Linked DNA regions of Mus musculus: region 2 is linked to region 1. The links are chromatin contacts, called in public HiChIP or PLAC-seq maps. All regions are on one chromosome and are shown on one strand. The core of a region is the stretch at or near the end of the contact, and the rest is flanking DNA. Distances in the headings are between cores, read along the strand shown. Region 1 overlaps Gm46822 (a long non-coding RNA gene). Region 2 overlaps Bcar3 (breast cancer anti-estrogen resistance 3).

Region 1 (4,327 bases), core at 949-3,448:
CTTCTCCCAACAGAGGCTGGGCCACTTCTAGGTTTTCATCACTTCGAGAAAGGTACTGCTGCCACCTCTAGACTAAGCTACAGAACGGTATTCCCAGGGCCTTATATCTAACAAGCTGGGACTGTGAACCAGGTAATGTCTCCAGAGTCTGTCGTGTCAAACCAGATGCCTTTCCACGGCAAAGAGCTTTCACAGACCTTACCATCCCAGTGGGGAGATTTGCTTGGCACTTAGCAAGCCTGAATGCATATTCCCTGGGAGAGTGAATGGAGCGCTGGCCACCCCAGGAGAATATGGGCCTGACACAGAGACAGGATATGAAATTGGGCAGAGATTTTAGAAGGACAGTTTCTGAGCTGCTGACCTGGGAGGAACCGAGAGTCCTGCTGTCTGGAGGGCTGATTGTGTGGGCTTTATGTTCAACCACAAGGCTCTAGCTTCCCGGTTGGAATGCTTGGTTGTAACTGAAACACTTGGGATTTGCTTTTTTGAATCTTGAATAAGTCACTCCAAACACTGTACTTTTAAGAGAAAATATATTTGCTTTGTAAAAGAAGTTTATTAAAAAAAAATCTCTGCAAGAGTGACAAAATAAAATTTGTAGCATGATCTAACCATTCAAAACACAAGGAAAGATCAGCTTCTCTTTTGAAAGGATTTTGAGTCTAAAGAGCTTTTATAGCATAAGGATCATGAATTGGCCCAGTTCTCCATGCCCCAGATATCAGAAAACATGTCTACAAGGGCTGGCCAAGAAGAACTGCAGGGGTGGGGGGGCACCTGCTGCCTCTGCTGCCCTCTCCGAGTGCCAGGGCCTGGCTGTAGGTCACGGCACATTTGTAGGCGCTCCGATAGATGTCAACACACAGACTAGATGCCTCGCAGCTTCCATAGGGTCCTGCCTTCTCCCCTTCCCATGGCCCCTTTCCATCCTTCTCCTTGACTTATTGAACTTCACAAAATAACCCCGCCACTCACTGATCTCTCTGTGGGAAAATGCCTTTGTGATCTGTGCAAACTCAGTCTCTGGCATTAGGCCATGGGACTTGGGACCTCTGCTTCTGCCAATTTGCTTTTACTTGTTTATTTTATTTTATTTTATTTTATTTTATTTTATTTTATTTTATTTGTTGTTTGTTTTGGGGAGTTTGGTTTTTTGTTTTTTGTTTTTTGTTTTTTTGGTTGTTTTTTGGGAGTGTTTGTTTTGTTTTGTTTTGTTTTTGTTTGTCTGTTTGGTTGGTTTGGTTTTAGAGACATGATTTTTCTATATGGCCCTGGTTGTCATGGAACTCACTCTTTAGACTACAATGGCCTCAAACTCAGAAATCCGCCTGCCTCTGCCTCCTGAGTGCTGGGATTATAGGCGTGTGCCATCACGCCCAGCTTCAATTTATTTTTATTACCTAATGTTTCTGAGCTATAAGTTTCCCATATGTCACAGACATATGCCACAAATAGCGATTTTACGGTGTGGGGTAACAGAAGAAATGTATGTGGGGCTGGAGAGATGGCTCAGCAGTTAAGAGCACTGGCTGCGTGCTCTTCCAGAGGTCCTGAGTTCAATTCCCAGTAACCACATGGTGGCTCACAACCATCTGTAATGATATCTGATGCCCTCTTCTGGTGTGTCTGAAGACAGCTACAGTGTACTCATATACATTAAATAAATACATCTTTAAAAAAAAAAAAAAGAAATGTATGGCAGTGGGCATGGGGTAGACACAGTGGCAGACACACCCAGACCCTCCTGGGCCAGTCCATATGTCAGGGCTCCAGGAGCCTACCTATGCCTCTGAGTCTCTGTGCTATTCCCATGGTGACCCTGGATGGAGCTGAGAGTGGCCTTGCTATGCACTCTGTAGAGCAGACACAGTTACAATGATGTTGGACAGAGACTGGAGTTACTAATCTAGTCTTTGTGTCTGCTGGCGATAAGGAAGATTCTTTGTGGGCTATGGAATAGAATGTGCCAGAGCAGCATAATCACTGGCTTATTTATTAACCAAGCCAGGGAAACTTTATCCGAGGACCCTAACTTAACATTTGGGTCGTTAATCTTCACTTACCCAGACACCAGCTCCATCTAGAAACTTTAGGTTTTTCTAAACACAAAAAACTGAAGCCAATCCAAACAGAACAACAAAGTTCATTGGCCCCAGTGCTGGCCTGGACAACTGAGGACCTGCCTTTCATTCCAGATGCCACCCTTTGTCACATGCCTGGACGCTGCTCCCAGCCTCCTGATATTCCTGCCCTCAGCCCTAGGCTACAGGGATTTTTTTTTTAAATGAGATTAAAGTGTAACTATTGCAACCGGCTATGAGTAAGCAACAGCTTGCCAAGGCAGAGAGCTCCTGCCAACTCACCCCAGGGCCTGGGATGAGCTTTGCCGGATCGATAAGCTGGTGCATTCAGCTGGAAGGAGACCATAAGGTTGTCCGTGGGGGAAGTTGAGCTTTGTGCTGCCTGTGTGATCAGGGGATTGGGGCCGTCTTTGAAGAGGGTTCTGTGTTACCTTTTTTACCATTGAGTTCTTCATTGTCTAGTCAAAGGCAGCGAGAACTCTGAGGTGGTGGGTAAAGAGTGCCATGAAAAGACCCGAATCCTGTCTGTGTGACCAGGATCTGGTCTTCCTACAAACTGGTGAGGAAGGTACGTGAGGGAATTCTTTTGAAAGTAGATGCTCGTATTCTCAGGCAAGAACCTCAAGATACTGGGGTGGGGAGCAGTATGCATTCAAGAAGAAAATGAGTGGCAGAGGTAATAGAAGCAGACAGGAGATGCCGACACATGCCCTCTTCATGCTTCGCTGAGAGACGTTGGAGCTAATAAACATGCTTGCTTTCACAGGGACTCGGGCTCTAGGCTACTGACATATCCCAGTACCATGGGGCTGGGAATTAGAAGACAATGGCCCAAGTAAGGCCCAAACTTTGGCCAATGGATTCATGGTTCCTTCATGTCAGAAGAAAGTGGTTCCTACCCAGTTTAGAATTGCTTGGTTATAAAAAGTGGGGACTTTTGTGAACTTTTGCCCTGTAATGCAGGATATTTACATATATGTTTGTATGTATGTATGTATGTATGTATGTATGTATATGTATCTATATATACATACATATACATATATATATACACACATACACACACACACACACAATTTGTATACACAGTGTCTATGAAGGCATGAAAAGGACATTGGGTCTCCAGGAACTGGAGTTGCAAGCAGTGTGAGCTGCCTATTATGGGTGCTGGGAACCAAAGTCCTTAGGAGAGCAACAAACGCTCCTAACCGTGGAACCATCCTTCCAGATTCATCCACTTGCTTTCTAAACACTTGAAAAAATTCCTTTTTATACTTATGCTCAGAAGGAATTGTTGGGGTTTGTCTTGTGTGTTGTGTATTCGGAAGCTGAGTTTTGTGCCCCTCTCCAAATTGCAATCTGATCTTGGAGCACTGTATCACCTACGTACTGTGATGCTCCCCAGTAATCCCGATTGGTCAGTAAATGGCTGGGGCTTGTGACTGGGCGGAAAGGAAAGGAAAGAGAAACTTACAATCAAGAGCGAGGTCTTGAGAGAGGTCACCCAGGAGGAGAGAGAAGATGGATAGAGGAGGATGGACCAGGATAGAGGAGCATGTGGCCAGGAGAAATTCTGCCTGTGGTCACACACTGTGTCGAGCTAGCCCCATAAGACTCAAACAGCAATAACATGAGTGTAGCTTTAGGTTTTTCAGATCCTACTTGTAATGATGGATCTTAGATGCTTTAACTTCTTTTCTAGCCCAACACCCACCAGAGGTAGTAGAAAATAAAGGATTATGGGGGAAGTGGACCTGTTTAGAAATTGTTCTTTGGAGCAAACCCCTTCTGTGTTGTCAGGAAATCAGCAGTTCAGTTCACAGGAGTCAGCAGTGGCAGCTCGATCCACTTGAAAATATGTCAGGAATATATGAATAGTCTGATTCTGTAGTGTCGGGGTAGCCCACAGCACTCAGCAGTGGTGGCACAACCTAGCAAAACCAGCCAGGCCTCAGCGGAATTGGCAGGATTCAGCAGGAGGAACTAGGACCACCAGGGACACCAGGGAGAGGTCTTTGCTGTGCCTGTCTCAACAAAGCAGAGACCTGCAAATGTGAGAGACCAAGACTCGCTGTCCACTGAGTCCTATTTAAACTCCGTCCAAACATCACGTGTCCTCCACCAGTCTTGCCACGTGTCCTGCCTCAGCACATGAGTCCGTCTTAGCAAAACTCCATGTGAGTCTGTCTTAGCTGACATCGCTCTGCCAATAGGCCCGAGCCCTCTGTTAGGGAATGGCAATA
Region 2 (4,327 bases), core at 871-3,370, 250 kb before region 1:
AGCTAGGAACCCAGCCAGGAACAAAGGCTGCATCCTGTCTTGATACTTCCTTAGGTGGTCCCTGAAGAGCAGGCTTTTGTCTTCTGGCCACATTGTGCTGTCCACAGCCTGGGCACTGGAGGACACTTGCCTCTTCATTGCTAACTTGGAAATGCAGGCAGCCCACACTTTCTGCTGCACCAAGCTTTCTAATTTACCTTCCTTAAAAAGTAATCTTTTAAGGGGTGGAAAGGTTGCTAAGAGCCAGAGGACCAGGGAGTCTGCTGTGAGATCCTCTCTCTTAGAAATGACAGGAATACTCATCCAAGATAATTCCACAATGTAGCTGCCTATACAAGACCCGAGCAATGGTGATGTCAACAGGCACAGTGCTGAGGAAGGGGGATAGCTCAGGAGACCCATGTCTACCATGTCTAGACAGAGAACTAACTACAGGCATCGATTGACGACTAACGGGGGGGGGGGGGGGGGGGATTAGCCTCCCAGGGAATGAGCACCCTAATTGGCTAGCTAATACACTGTGGTCGGCCCTAAAACCATATACACACAAACCATGCTGAACAAACCCAGCAGGCTATACTTATATATTTATGCATATGTGTATGTGTGTCTTTCGATAAAACTCAAAAGGAGGCCATCAGTTTGAGAGGGATTTGGGGCAGGGATGGGAGGGGTTGGGAAGAGGAGAAGAAAGGAAGCAATGTAATTATATACTATTTAAAATTTTAATCACAAAAGGAAGTTACACTAAAAAGAAAGAGGGGGCAGAGAGAGAGAGAAAGAAAGGGGGAAGGAAGGAAGGAAGGAAGGAAGGAGAGGAGAGGAGAGGAGAGGAGAGGAGAGGAGAGGAGAGGAGAGGAGAGGAGAGGAGAGGAGAGGAGAGGAGAGGAGAGGAGAGGAGAGGAGGGAGAGAGAGTAATATAAGCCTATGGAATTTAGTGCAAGAAGATGGGCTGACTATTGAAGCACACAAGAGTAGGTGTAAAATTAAGTTTATAAAGGGGTTACAAAAATGACCCAGGACTGAGATGGCTCAGCAGCAAAGGTGATTGCTGCCAACCCTGACAGCCTGAGTTTTAATCCCCAGGACCCATGAAACGTGGAAGGTGAGGACTGACTTCTGCAAGATATCCTGATTTCCACGCACACACAAAAATAAATAAATAGAATATAGATCATCTAGGAACAGCAGGAATATTTTTTATAAGTGCAACATAGTGGATCATAAAGTAAATAGACAGTGTGACTCTCCAGTCTTCGGAAGGGACCGAAGTGGTAGCTGATCATTGTCCATTACACCCTTGGTCCTGGTATCTGAGATACAACTTGGAATGCTTCCCGCCATCCAAACAATATGGCAATTTTATAATCAAGAGGGTGAGCATAAGCGGTAGAAGTGACACACACCTATAATATGGGCTCTCAGAAGGCTGAGGCAAAAGGATTACAAATGTCCAGCTTGCCAGCCTGGGCTACATAATGACTTTGTGGCTAGCCTTGGTGACATAATCTTTCTCAAACAACAACAAACCAAGGAGACAACATAAGAATTCCTACCACTTCCTAAAAAAGATGTCTTTCTCTCCAGTCTCTCATAGACGCAGAGGTCCCTAAAATGTTAAAATTAGAACAACAAAACCTTTCCCAGCATTCTCATTTATGGGGAAGAAGGACTCCATAGAGAAAGTTTAAGTTCAGGGTTACATTATTAATTAAAACCCGAGTGTGGACCAAACCCCCTCTGTGGGGGAGACCGACGTTACATATCACCCAGTTCCCGTTGGAAGGACATCACACTCAACTATTACTAACAGCTTTAGCATCACTAGCAAACTTGATCAAACATTCTAAGCAATCATTTGACATGTCAAAAGACCGGACACAGAGTGACTATGTCTTGACAGGGCTATGTATATGACAAGACCAGGCAGGAAATAGGTGGGCACGAAACTCTACAGCCAAGCCCAGGGCTACTTACTACCTCTCAGAGCTATTTACTTCTTTTTTTTTTTTTTTTTTTTTTTTTTTTAAAGGTTGGTTTTTATCTAGCATCAGGTATGCCAGATACGGAGAGGAAAATTCCAGAGCTGTTCAGCCCTCACCGAGTCAGCGACCACACGGTAGGCAGCAGGAAAGGTGGGGCCCGCTAAGATGTGTACATTCCGATCTCAGTGAGGTGTAGTGAGACGCAGTTATATTTGACTACAGAAAAGGCTCTGTGATTATATAAGACAGCTATGGGTCCAACTGTCAAGATGACAGCCTTCTGAGCTATTACAGGAGGGGAAAATGTGAGGGGGAATATTCATGAAGCAAGAAGAGTAGAAAAGAGAGAAAAAAACCCCAACACTCTCCAAGGGCAGAGGAAACACAAAATCGGTGAGGAAGGAGCCGCCACCTCTGCCCCCAGGGGTAGGAGGATACTTCAGATCATCCATATATTTTCCTGACCCATCCACACATCAAATGCAGCCTCTAGGTTATAGGTGGGAGGCCCAGCTGCAACCCCACCAACCACCCAGAGGCTTCTCAGCCAGGTGGATTTCCTTCCATTTCATATGCAAAGAGCTTAGACACCCCAAGGCATCTGTGATCCTGTCCCCTTTTAATGTGCCACAGATACAAACCCTCAGGTGAGAGCAGGACACAGAACTGGGCAGAGCAGAAGTTTAGCTCCTCTCTCCCTTTAGCCCTGTCTGTCTTGACACTGCAGACCAGCCACCAGCTATGGGGTCAGACTCAGGCTGGGGAGGCAGAGGGCAGCTTCAGAGGGAAGGGAGAGGGAAGACAGGGAGATGCTCTGCCTTGCCACAAGGTGGATGCTTCTGTTCAGATGAGGCTTGGCCACTGAGAAGATCGCTTCCATTCTAGAGTAATATTAAGCCCCTCAACAAGAACTCTGGCCTCCTTGCCTCTTGCTCTCTAGGCCAGTGGGGGACCTATCAGAAGGGCCCTTCAAGGCACAATATGCTTAATGTAGAATTTCTTTTTTCTAGATGCCCCAAAGACACTGAATGCTCCCAGAGATTGTAGAGAGGGAGCAGCTCAAAGCTGGAGCCAGACCACGCCTCCCTTTGTCTATGCTTCTCTCTCCTCTGCCTCCACCTCTCTTCAGCCACTATCCAATCACAGGGGCAGTTCCCTGAGTCAGGTCTTTCTGACACTGTTGGCTTGGCTCTGAGGGACAGTCCTATCAGAGAGGTGCTGTGATGGGCAGAGCTGACTCAGGAAGATTGACAGGTGGCATCTTTGGGACCTTGTGCTCAGAGACACCTCCCTCAATGTTCTGTTGGAGCTTTCTGAGCCATTGAGACCATGACATATTCCATACTGGCTCAACCTTCTTCCTAGCCGTTTCTTTAGACCAAGGGCAAAGTAAGAAAATGATAAAAGCTGAGCACTGGAGAGATGCTCGGTGGTTAAGAGCACTTGTTGCTCTTCCAGAGGACCGGGTGTGGATCAATACATCTGTACCTACAGCTCCAGGAGATCTGATGCTCTCTTCTGGTCTCTTCAGGGGACACACACACACACACACTCACACACACACACTCACATACACACTCACACACACACACACACACACACACACACACACACGGCAGGGACAAAAAAGAAAAGAAAAACAAAGCTTTGCTCATCAATCAAGGATGCAGTCACAGTTTAAAGCTCGACAGGATTCAGATCAGGGAAGGGAGAAAGCTCACCATACATTCCTGAACACCAGACCTCCCTCCCCCTAAACAAAACAAAATTCTATTGGGAAAAAGACTCTTCAAGACTCCAAAGGGCAGTTCCATCCATCTTGCCAGGAGAAGGCAGGGGAAGCAAGGATAAACAGAAGATGCTGAAATCCACTATACAGCCTCTTAAGCTAAATAGCTCAATGCACAGTGTTTGGCATTCGTGAACGAGTCGCAATAACTCAAGATAATAAAATAGTCCTTCCCTTATCCTCAGGGATATATTCCAAGACGCTCAGTGGATGACTGAAATCATAGATAATAACATAGTCTATAGATACCATACTATGCTTTATCCTAGGTGCCCTGCAGGGTTACCATGGAAACAGAGCCAATCCAGCTTTTCTTGTGTAACACCCAGTGCTGTCTTCATATCACTCTTTTATGCTCTGGAACCCATCAAGAAAATAAAGACCATTTAACACAAGCACTGCAGTGCTGTGACAATTACTTAACACCAGCACTGCAGTGCTGTGACAATTACTTAACACCAGCACTGCAGTACTGTGACAATCATCTGCTACTGTGTGACTAACGGAACGGCAACATATACAGTGCGGATACACCAAAAGATGAGCAGCACA

What was found. HiChIP or PLAC-seq counts read pairs in DNA pulled down with a chosen protein or histone mark.
Region 2: a contact with region 1 is called in a FOXA1 HiChIP or PLAC-seq map of pancreatic cancer cells. The contact joins two enhancer-like sites. A contact is called at or near these places in 2 of 39 promoter capture datasets (the C10 cell line and liver), 2 of 484 Hi-C or Micro-C datasets (olfactory sensory neurons and pancreatic cancer cells) and 2 of 115 datasets of contacts at active chromatin or transcription factors (extraembryonic endoderm stem cells and pancreatic cancer cells).

Annotation. Positions count from the first base shown.
Region 1 is chr3:122,204,427-122,208,753 of GRCm38.p6, reverse strand. The region is part of intron 5 of Gm46822 (a long non-coding RNA gene); the gene reads left to right. Among named protein-coding and RNA genes, the nearest start is that of Gm40137, 4.9 kb to the left of the region's middle. Within about 2 kb of position 2,198, at least 44 of the 459 cell types and tissues checked have an H3K27ac peak or open chromatin away from gene starts, as enhancers often do. A contact at or near this core is called in extraembryonic endoderm stem cells and pancreatic cancer cells, where this site is marked.
Region 2 is chr3:122,456,739-122,461,065 of GRCm38.p6, reverse strand. The region is part of intron 3 of Bcar3 (breast cancer anti-estrogen resistance 3); the gene reads right to left. Among named protein-coding and RNA genes, the nearest start is that of Gm34349, 21 kb to the left of the region's middle. Within about 2 kb of position 2,120, at least 43 of the 459 cell types and tissues checked have an H3K27ac peak or open chromatin away from gene starts, as enhancers often do. A contact at or near this core is called in extraembryonic endoderm stem cells and pancreatic cancer cells, where this site is marked.